2 separate regions of the Sus scrofa genome follow, and region 2 is linked to region 1. Evidence: chromatin contacts called from public Hi-C data. All regions are on one chromosome and are shown on one strand. The core of a region is the stretch at or near the end of the contact, and the rest is flanking DNA. Distances in the headings are between cores, read along the strand shown.

Region 1 (4,838 bases), core at 1,671-4,170:
CCCAGGACCTCAGCGGGACCTCTTTTGGAGATGGGGCCTTTCCAGAGGCCATCCACTTAGGTGGTTGCAGTGACCCTCATCCAATGTGACTGACATGCTCAGGGCTCAGAGGGGCCCACTGCACCGGGAGACCGCCTGGAACAATTCTCCCTCGACGCCTGGACCTCAGACCTCCGCCTGCAGAGCCAGGAGACTCTAAGTGGCCGCTTTTCAGCCACCACGCTGCGGTGCGGCCTCCAGCAGCCCGGTGAATGTGAACGAAGACAGCGAGGCAGTAAAGGGCAATTGCACCAACAGGTGGGACGTGCGAGCGGGAGGCCTCCAACCCACGTGTGCGCAGGCACGTTAACATTCAAAAGCCCAGCACGCCCTCCTCGAGGAAACAGAAAAACAACTGTCGGCATTCCACCACTGGGGGAAGGCGGGGCTCTGGGTTGCCTCTGAGCCTGGGCGGAACAGCTGGGTGACACCGGTGGGTGGGATCTGCTCCCGCCACCCCCCACCTGCCACCCGGAGCTCAGCCCGGGGTGGGGGGGGGGTCCGGACATTTGTGAAATTCCTGGCTGCTCCAGTGACCTCGCCCCTTTAGCAACTCCAGCCAAAGGTTCCCAAGCACCTGCAGTGTGCCCCGCCCACCCTCTCTCTGAGCAGCGCCTCGGCCCTATGAAGTAGGACCCATCTCAATGCGCCATTTTACAGACAAGCAAACTGAGGCTCAGAGGTGCGTTACTCAGCCCGACCGCGCCTGACCCTGGCACCACGTCCAAGCCTCTTCAAGCCCATGCCAGTGGGGCGTGGCAGTGGGTGAGAGAGGGGGTGAGGGGAGGGGTGGGGAAGGGCATTCCCAGGGGAGCGACGGCTTACACAGGGGTGGGGCTGTGGGGCAGATGGAAGATGGGGTTTGCAGCTGGAAATGACCCTGAGTCCAAAGAAAAGTCCCCGCGCTGGGTGTGAAGGACTTTCTCTGAGTCCTTCTCAGTCAGGGAATGATTTCGGTTTGAAAAGTTCCCTCTGTTGGCGGTGTGGGCATTGTTCCCCACTTGAAATCGAATGCCAGATGCATAAGCAACTTTAAATTTCCTAATAGCCATGTTAAAAAAAGGAAAAAATATGCAATTTATTAAAAATTTTTTTTATTGTAGTTGCTTTACAATTTTTTAAAAAAATCGAAATGCAGTCGATTTACAATGTTGGGTTAATTTCTGCCGCACAGCCAAGGGATCCAGTTACACACACAGATATACATTCTTTATCTTCTTTTACGTTTTCTCTCGGGATATTGAATATAAGTCCCTGGGCTATACAGTGGGATCTTGTTGATTATCATTTTAATAATGTATTTTATTTAACCTAATATACTAGAAAATTACTGAGATGTTTTAGTGTTGTTTTTTTGGGCCACATCCGTGGCCGCGTTTTTTTTCTCACCCTAAGTCTTCGAAATCCCACTGACAGCACATCTCAGGTTCGAACTAGCTGCTTTTCCAGGGCTCAGTAGCCACAGGGGCTCAGCGGTCCCAGCCTTGGACAGCACAGGCGTGGAGGATGGGCTGTGGGGGCCAGAGTGGAGACAGCGAGGCTTGGTGGGAGGCCCCTGACCAGGGGCAAGTTGGGGCTGGCACTGGGCTCCCGCTTCAGATGGGAGGGCACACAGGAGGAACTCCCAGATGGCCCAGAAGGTAGCAAGCGTCCAGTGGGCAGGTCACAGAGCTGCACAACTGCCTGAGTTGATTTCAGCCCAGACAGCTGGTGTCCCCAGCCGCCCGGGTCAGTCTCCCGGCCCCTGCCTGCCCCCCACTCCAGACTAATGTGAGGCTTCCTGTCGCAGCTGGAGGGTGACCCAAGGCCTGACCCTGGCGGCCCTGGCGGATGCGCCCGGAAGGAAGGCCTCCTCTTAGATGCACTGTGCAGCAGGCGGCAGGCCGGGGGCCGCCCTGGGGACTCCCTCGGGAAGCACTTGACACGCTGGTGGGCGCTCAGCCAGGGCGGCCCAGCAGCTGCAGAAGGCGAGGGCCCGGGGCCCACGGGAGGGCCAGCACCAGGCCTGGCGGTCCTGAGGCGCTGGGAGCACGATGGGGCTGCCCCAACGAGCCAGCAGGGCTCTCGGGGAACACGGGCCAGACGGCTGTGCAGCCCCAGCCTCTGCGCCAGGACTCAGGGCGGCAGAGCACCGGGTCAGGAGCACACCCTGGCCGAAGGGTCTCACGTCCCACTTGCTCCTCTGTGGAACGGGGGCACTGGACGCCTCTCTCACAGGCCAGGGTGCAAGTTCAACGGGATCCTGTGTGTCCGCAGGAGAGCCGTCTGTAGCCACATCGTGGAAGTTTCCGGTCGTTCCTCATTGCTGGCGTGAGGCCTCTGCTCACCTGAGCTGAACCCGGCTCCCAGGCCGGCAGCCCCAACTCCCTCACTGCGTGCATCCTCCTTCAGGAGACGGGCGTGGGGTCCTCCAACGAGCTCACGATGCCCGGCTTGGGGTGCCACTCTCCCCTGCCCTTCCCTCCCCACCCCAAATATCTACTGAGCGTCTACCAAGTGCCAGCCCCTGTGCTGGGCCCTGGGGATTTGGCGGGGAGGGTGGTCCTCTCAGCTAAGAGCAGCGGGAGCCGGGGCTGAGCAGGGTTGGTATGATCTGACCTAAAAGCACAGCCTGGCTCCCAGGAAGCGCGCGTGGGGCCCGCGAGCTCGGACAGGACAAGGGCAGAGGTGGGTGGCTGCGGCACGGCACGCAGGAGGCAAACCACCCGGCCTCCGGACAGGTTGGCCGGGAGAGCGGGTGCGCGGAGCCCGGGGGCGCCCTCCCCCCGCCGGAAGCCCTTGCCCCTCGAGCGCGCTCTCCCAGGTGCTGCTCCAGGGCCCCCGCCGCCCCCGCCGCCCCCGGGGTGAGGAGGACGCCGTGCGCATGCTCAGCCCGGGAGCCCCGCCCGCAGGCGGTGTGTCCTCTGCGCATGCCCAAGCCCGGAGCCCGGCCTGCGGGGGGGGGGCGGGGGTGCCCTCTGCGCATGCCCAACCGCGGGAGCCTTGCCCGCAGGCTGCGCGCCTTCTGCGCGGCTCTTACAGTCTGAGTCACAGGGCCCCCGGGGATCCGGACTTTGCCTGGTTCCGGTAAGGACTGAGAGGGAGCCCACTGTGGCTCTGTGCTTGAGCACCCTCTCCAGAATCCGCTGACTCGGGAATAAAGGCAGTGTTTGCCTCACCTTCCTAATCTTTTATCTGCTCATGGAGAATGAACTTGGGGAAGACGGGGTGCATCGTCTGCTGGTCCCGCCTCCATGGGTGGGCGGTGGTGGGAGGAGCTGAAGGCTAGGCTCCCCCTACGTAGGCTGCAGGTGGGCTGGAGGGGGAGCCTGGCGGCCTGATCGGGGTTACTCTCCAGGACTTTGTTCCGCTTCTCAGGGCCCAGAGTTCATGCCACACGTCTCCTGGAAGCTAGTGGGCCCCTGAAGCATCATGCTGTGTTCTGGCCCTGCCTTCACCCATCCCTCCCACTGGGGCTTTTGCTTCCACTTTCAACTGTATCAGACTTTATTCCCTCTCGGTTCCCCTATCCTGAGCGGTCCTTGCCAGACTGGCCCTTTTGGGAAAAAAAAGGTGGGAGAACGGGCCCAGCACCCGCTGGAGAGCAGCACTGGACCAGGAGATGGGGATGGAGCTGGGCTGAGGTTGGGCCCTGGGCATGGGTGGCATGGGCTGGAAGTTCAGAGAAGGAGAGGAGCCCCTGGGTGGCCATGGATGCCTCCTTAAACCTCTGAGCCTCATTTTCCCCAGCCGCCTGCTGGTGGGGATTCTGCAGAGCTGGACTAGCTCAGCCTTCCTGTTGTGGGTCCCAGGTCTGCACACAGGCCTGAGGAGTGCAGATGAAGCCAGGGCAGCGGGGGCAAGGTGAGAGCCAGTCCTGGGCTCTGCTGCCAGCTGTTCCTCTTCTCAGTCTGGGATTTTGATGGAAGAGGGGTCACTTGTTCAGAGGTGGGGTTCTGGGCCAAGGGTGGGAGAGTGCCACACCGCACTGGAGACAGGCCAGTGCTGAGCAGAAAGGAGCACTTATTATAAATTCCCTGAGGGGAGGGCAGCATTTGATCCGATAAGATCTATCCTGGGCCCCCTAATCCCCACGGCCAGCTCTCTGGTGACCCAGCACACCGTGAGGGGCCTTGATGTGGGCCTCGGGTCTTTGCAGGGCTCCCCCTTCCCTCAGCCGCTGTCACAGCCCTGAAACCCCACCAGAGGGGTCGCCTGGCTTTGATCCTATAACATTCCTGGGTTAAGCAAACACTCATGAGGTGCTGCCAGCAGCTGACACTTCCTAGGGCTGTTCTGTGCAGCAGGCTTTGTTTTTTTGCATTATCTCTTATTTATAAAGGAAATAAATCCTCTTAACGGCCCATCGACAGACTAGGAAACAGGAGCTCAGAGAGGTTAGGTAACTTGCCCAAGGTCACCCCGCGTGGGTGTGTGGGGGGTGGGTGGAACCTGGGTGGAACCTTGCCTACGTGCTGATGGGGTGGGGAGCACCTGATTCATCTTTCAAACCCCACCCTAATCCTGGTGGGACCCCTGAAAACTGGCTCAATGAAGCTGATTAACTAGGCAGCTGAGATGGAGGGGAAGGGAGGCTGCTCTTGGGGGTCCTGGATTCAAACTCTGCTCTGCCATGAAAGAGCTGTGTGCCCGTGGGCAAGTCCCTTTACCTCTCTGAGTTTCAGTGTCCTCCTCTATCAAATAGGGTACTAGGGTGTGATTGAAAAAATATGCTGTGAGAATTCAGGGTAACTTGGGGTGGAGATCAGGAAGAGGTGCATCAGGCAGGACCTTCCCCACCTGTGCCCCCGGCCCAGCAG
Region 2 (4,764 bases), core at 1,877-4,376, 190 kb before region 1:
TCGGTTACACCTGCAAAGACCCCATTTCTAAACGAGGTCACATTCACAGCACCAGGGGTTAGGACTTGAGCGTATCTTTTGGGGGCGGAGGGACGCAATTGAACCCACAGCAATAAGTACAGGTGTGGAGGTTGGGGAGACCAGTTCACGTGGGGGAGGTCAGTGTGGGGAGAGCCAAAGGACAGGGAGCGGGATGTCTGTGATGAAGGGGTCACTGCGGAAGGGTCTGATGCCCTGGGGTTGGGGGCTGGGAGAAGGGGGTTGGCTTTGCGGCTGGAGAGGTCAGACAGGGTCGTACCCGCCCCCAGGCTTGAGCCCCACGCGGGGGGTGGGCTCTGCGCTCTGTGCTCATTAGCATCATCTTGTTTACCCCTCATGACAGCCCCCTGGGCAGCTGGCTTTTCAGCTCCAGGCTACAGACCAGGAAAAGCTCAGGGGCACAGCGGGGGAGGGATGAGCTGAGGTTTGAACCGGTGGAACAGCCAGGCCAGTGTGCCATGTCATGCAACAGCCTGTAAAAGCTGACGTGTGCTCCTTTGAGCTGAGGAATTTTGCCAACTTTGCCCCAAGGACTTTGGCCAACCTTTGGCCTGTCTTGGTTCGCCGCCAAAGGCGTGGCCTCTTTTCATTCATGCCTAATGACTGGGTTTATGCTCCCTCGGGGGTGTCTCATGCAGGCGGATTATCTCTAAACTTGCTTGGGGGCTTGGGTTTGTGTAACTGGCTGAATTTTGAAGGGTCTTCAGCAACGTGAATGTACTTTAAAAAATAGCAATGTGAATATACTTAAGGCCACTGAACTGGGCACTTGCAATATTTAACATAGTAAACTCCTTGTTATGTATATTTTGCCACCATAATGATGAAGAAAGATTCTTGGGTTTTGAAAGCTCATCTTATGCTGATTTTCCTGAGGCCAGCAACTGCGAAAGCAGGAGTCCCCTCCAGCAGGGTCCCTCCACATTTTCTCCCATAGTCTTTATCACCTGCCTCTGAATAATCCAACCCTGGTGGCTGTGAGTGGTGTGTGGACTGAACTGCATCTCCTCCAGATTCACTTGTTGACACCCCTAACCCCCACTGTGACAGCATCTGGAGACGGGACCTTAGGGAGATCAGAGCTCAGTGCCTAATCCAAGCTCATGAACGTTTACCCCTACATTTCCTTCTAAGAATTTTATCGTTGCAGCTCTTCCACTGAGATCATTGCTCCATTTGAGCTAATTGTGTATGTGGTGTGAGGTAGGGGTCAGCTTCATTCATTTGCATCCAGTTGTCCCAGCACCTCTGTTGAAAATGTTCTTCCCTTCCCCATTGAAGTGTTTTGGAACTCTTATCAAAAGTGAATTGTCCAGGGAGTTCCCTTGTGGTGCAGCAGGTTAAGGATCCAGCATTGTCATTGCAGTGGCTTGGGCTGCTGCTGTGGTTCTCCCTGGCCTGGGAATGTCGACATGCCGTGGGCACAGCTGAAAAAAAAAAAAAAAACTGTCCATACATGTGAGGGCTTATTTCCGGATCCTCAGTTCTATTTCGTTGACCCATTCTTCTGCCCTTATGCCAGTACCTTACACAGCCTCAATTACCGTAACTTTACGGTAAGTTTTGAAATGAAGACCGTGGGTTTTCCAACTTTGCTCTTTTTTTAAAAGATTATTTTAGTCATTCTATAGTCTCTTCAATGCCCAGGTGAACTTTTGGATCAGTCCGTCAATTTCTGCAAAGAAGCTATGTGTGGGGTGATGTGAATTCCTAGCCACTTCAGACTTCTGTGTGTGTGGGCAAAGCAGGCTCTGGGGGCCCGAGGTCTATCTTGGCTGGGATTCTGAGAGGGATCACGCAGAGATCTGTTCACCCAACCTGAGAATGGTGAGTCTTCCAGTCCATGAACGTGGCAAGATTGGTTTTTAATGTAATGTCATTTTTTGAGCAGGTATAAGCGGTATTTGGTGGAAATTTTAAAAAGAAAGCACAAGAATTCCTGTCGTGGCGCAGTGGTTAACGAATCCGACTAGGAACCACGAGGTTGCGGGTTCGATCCCTGATTTACTCAGTTGTTTAGGGATCCAGCGTTGCTGAGAGCTGCAGTGTAGGTCGCAGACACAGCTTGGATCCCACGTTGCTATAGAAGGCAGGCAGCTACAGCTCCCATTAGACCCCTAGCCTGGGAACCTCCATGTGCCGTGGGTGTGGCCCCAAAAAGACAAATAATAATGAAAAGAAAGTACGGAAGTGTGACAAGGAAAAGGTGGTCACTCATCCTGTCACCCTGCTTCCTGGGGACTCCCCCAGAGGCTGCCTCCGATCCAGATTCACCTGCTCTCCTGCAGGGAGCAAATGCAGTATCTAGGCTCCCAGCCTTCCTGGCTGGGCTGTAGGCTCGGCCTGCCCTTCCCCGCTTGCCTTTGTTCCCTGACGCTTTCCGCAGCCGGTGCTGGGGCTCTGCCGGTCCGCTCAGCCCTGGAGGGTGGGCGCACCACCCCTCCTCCGACTTTGCTGCTTTCCCTCCCAGGGCTGGCGCCTAAGGCTCCCATTTGGAGAACAGACCCTGGCTCAGCGACTGATTGGCAGGGAGAACTAAGGCCCCTCCCCCTTGCCTTGGGCTGGGGGGCAGGTCCTAACTTAGCCCCAAGGATGATGAGGCTTCGCTCACCCTCCAGAGTCCCCTGCAGGATCTGGCTCAGCCTTCCTGTGACGTCACCTGAGGACATTCCGCCTGGCACCCCACCCCACACTGCCCTCTGGCCCCCGGTCCCCACCCCCAGGAATCTTTGTCCAGGGAGTGCCGCTCGGGACGGGAGCCAAGACCGCTGAGCACCGCTGGCCCCCCTTCCGTCCCTCTGACCGCAGGGCTTTCTCTCATGTCCATCCTGCTCACCTGACGCTGCTTATTTATCAGCGATAACCTCGTACCCACGTCTTCTCCGTCATCTTGCCCTGTAGGTGTGGACGTGCTTGCACGAAATCCCTAGGAGTGGGATGGCAGGGTCAAAGGGCGAGTGCCTTTGGAACCCTGAACGCTGGAGCTGTCTTCCGCCCCACCGAGGCTCAGAGGCTTGGAGACAAACGCGAGCGACCGCGGGACCCGGTCCGGGCCCTTCTCCCCGCTCCCAGCAGGGGGCGCACACTCCGCCCCGTAGGAAGGGCCGGCCGGGGAGGCGGGGCGAAGCCGGGCGGGCAGAGCTGGGGGGAGGCGCTCGCCTTTCCCGCGCTGCCCCTCCGGCGGCTCCTTCCCCGGCCTGAGTCCCCAGCTGGTCTCTTCCTGGGGGAGAAGAACGCGCTGCGGAGTGAAGGAATCCACCGACGAGGAACCAGGGAACGGCTGCAGACGCCGCCGACAGTCCGCTGGGAGGGAAAGGGTCAAGGTCAAGATCGTCCGCCCCGCCCTCTAGGGGGCAGAACTCCGGGTCTGCGGGCTCAGGGCCTCGTCCCATCATTCCATCATTCCTCCGGTGTTCTTGTTTTTGTTTGTTTGTTTGTTTTGTTCGGTGTTTTTGTGTGTTTGCCTCGGCTGCGACCTACGTCGCAGCTCAGTGCCGATCTCCCACCCACTGGGCGAAGCCAGGGATCAAACCCACGTCCTCATGGGTACTACTGGGATTCGTTTTTGCTGCCCCACAATGGGAAGTCCCTGTCACCATGTGTTTAATTGGCTATTTAGTGTCATTCTAAGTAAGGAAAAGTGAAAAAATTTACATCTTTTTTTTTTTTTTTTCTTTTTAGGTCCTCACCCCAGGCATATGGAGGTTCCCAGGCTAGGGGTCCAATGGGAGCTTCAGCTGCCGGCCTCCACCACAGCCAAAGCAACGTGGGATCTGAGCCACATCTGCGACCTACGCCACAGCTCACAGCACTGCCGGATCCTTAACCCATTGAGCGAGGCCAGGGATTGAACCTGAAACCTCATGGTTCCTAGTTGGATTCATTTCCTCAGCACCATGACGGGAACTCCTGTGTTTTGAAGAAATACCAATTAAATTTATAATACCAATGAAACAAAATAAACACAATTTTGAATTTTTTGATGTTCATTTTTGTGTTGTAGGGACCACTTTTAAATGCAAAGTACTTAGCTTGTACGTGGACTCACTACCATTGCACAATTTGTATTTTGCCGTTTGTACGTGCAAGTGTATTTTGTCCTTGCCAGAAGAGTGGTAAGTATACAAAGCTCACTCTGCCGTTTTGGTGTCACTCTTGGCAGGTGCACCGTCTACCGGTCTTCTGTGGAAACTGGCCACACCCACAGTACACGACCTTGTACTCACAGGTGGAGGGATGGAAGGTGGACAGATGGGTGGATGGGTAGATGACGGGTGAGTGGGTGCAGGGGTAGATGGTGGGTCCGCCAGAATTCGGTGCTCCAGTGGCATCTCAAACACAGCATGTGTGTGGGGCCACGAGGAACCAGAAATAAGGGTACTGCATGAATCTCCCCTGCTCACATTCTTCTTCCATTGCCCCATGAGACTTCAGTTAGGAAGCACACGTTCAAAGATAAAATACCGATCATTTCATGATGGCAACAGCAGAGCATTAAACCAAGTGTGGGGCTCTTCTGTGTGTGGCCTGTGCGTCTGCACACGTGGCATGTCCGTGAGACTGGCCCTGCCCCGAAATGTCCAGAAGGAGAAACCTAGCCACCTCAGAGAGAAGGTGCTGGGACTCAGGGAGGGGTTAGGATAAGGATATAAATGTGGGAGCTGCCGACGTGTAGATTCAGTGACCGACTCCAGAGGACAAGAAGGAAGAGCCTGCACTTGAAGT

Evidence for each region. Hi-C and Micro-C count contacts between places; a contact is called where the count stands out from the background.
Region 2: a contact with region 1 is called in a Hi-C map of liver, with 4 times the contacts expected there. The contact joins two enhancer-like sites. A contact is called at or near these places in 1 of 5 promoter capture datasets (fetal liver), 10 of 47 Hi-C or Micro-C datasets (alveolar macrophages, embryonic fibroblasts, heart right ventricle and 6 more) and 1 of 2 datasets of contacts at active chromatin or transcription factors (alveolar macrophages).

The regions. Positions count from the first base shown.
Region 1 is chr4:2,420,798-2,425,635 of Sscrofa11.1, reverse strand. No RefSeq gene overlaps it. Among named protein-coding and RNA genes, the nearest start is that of GPR20, 28 kb to the right of the region's middle. Within about 2 kb of position 2,920, at least 60 of the 83 cell types and tissues checked have an H3K27ac peak or open chromatin away from gene starts, as enhancers often do. A contact at or near this core is called in alveolar macrophages, embryonic fibroblasts, fetal liver and 3 more, where this site is marked.
Region 2 is chr4:2,611,918-2,616,681 of Sscrofa11.1, reverse strand. No RefSeq gene overlaps it. Among named protein-coding and RNA genes, the nearest start is that of DENND3, 36 kb to the right of the region's middle. Within about 2 kb of position 3,126, at least 52 of the 83 cell types and tissues checked have an H3K27ac peak or open chromatin away from gene starts, as enhancers often do. A contact at or near this core is called in alveolar macrophages, embryonic fibroblasts, fetal liver and 3 more, where this site is marked.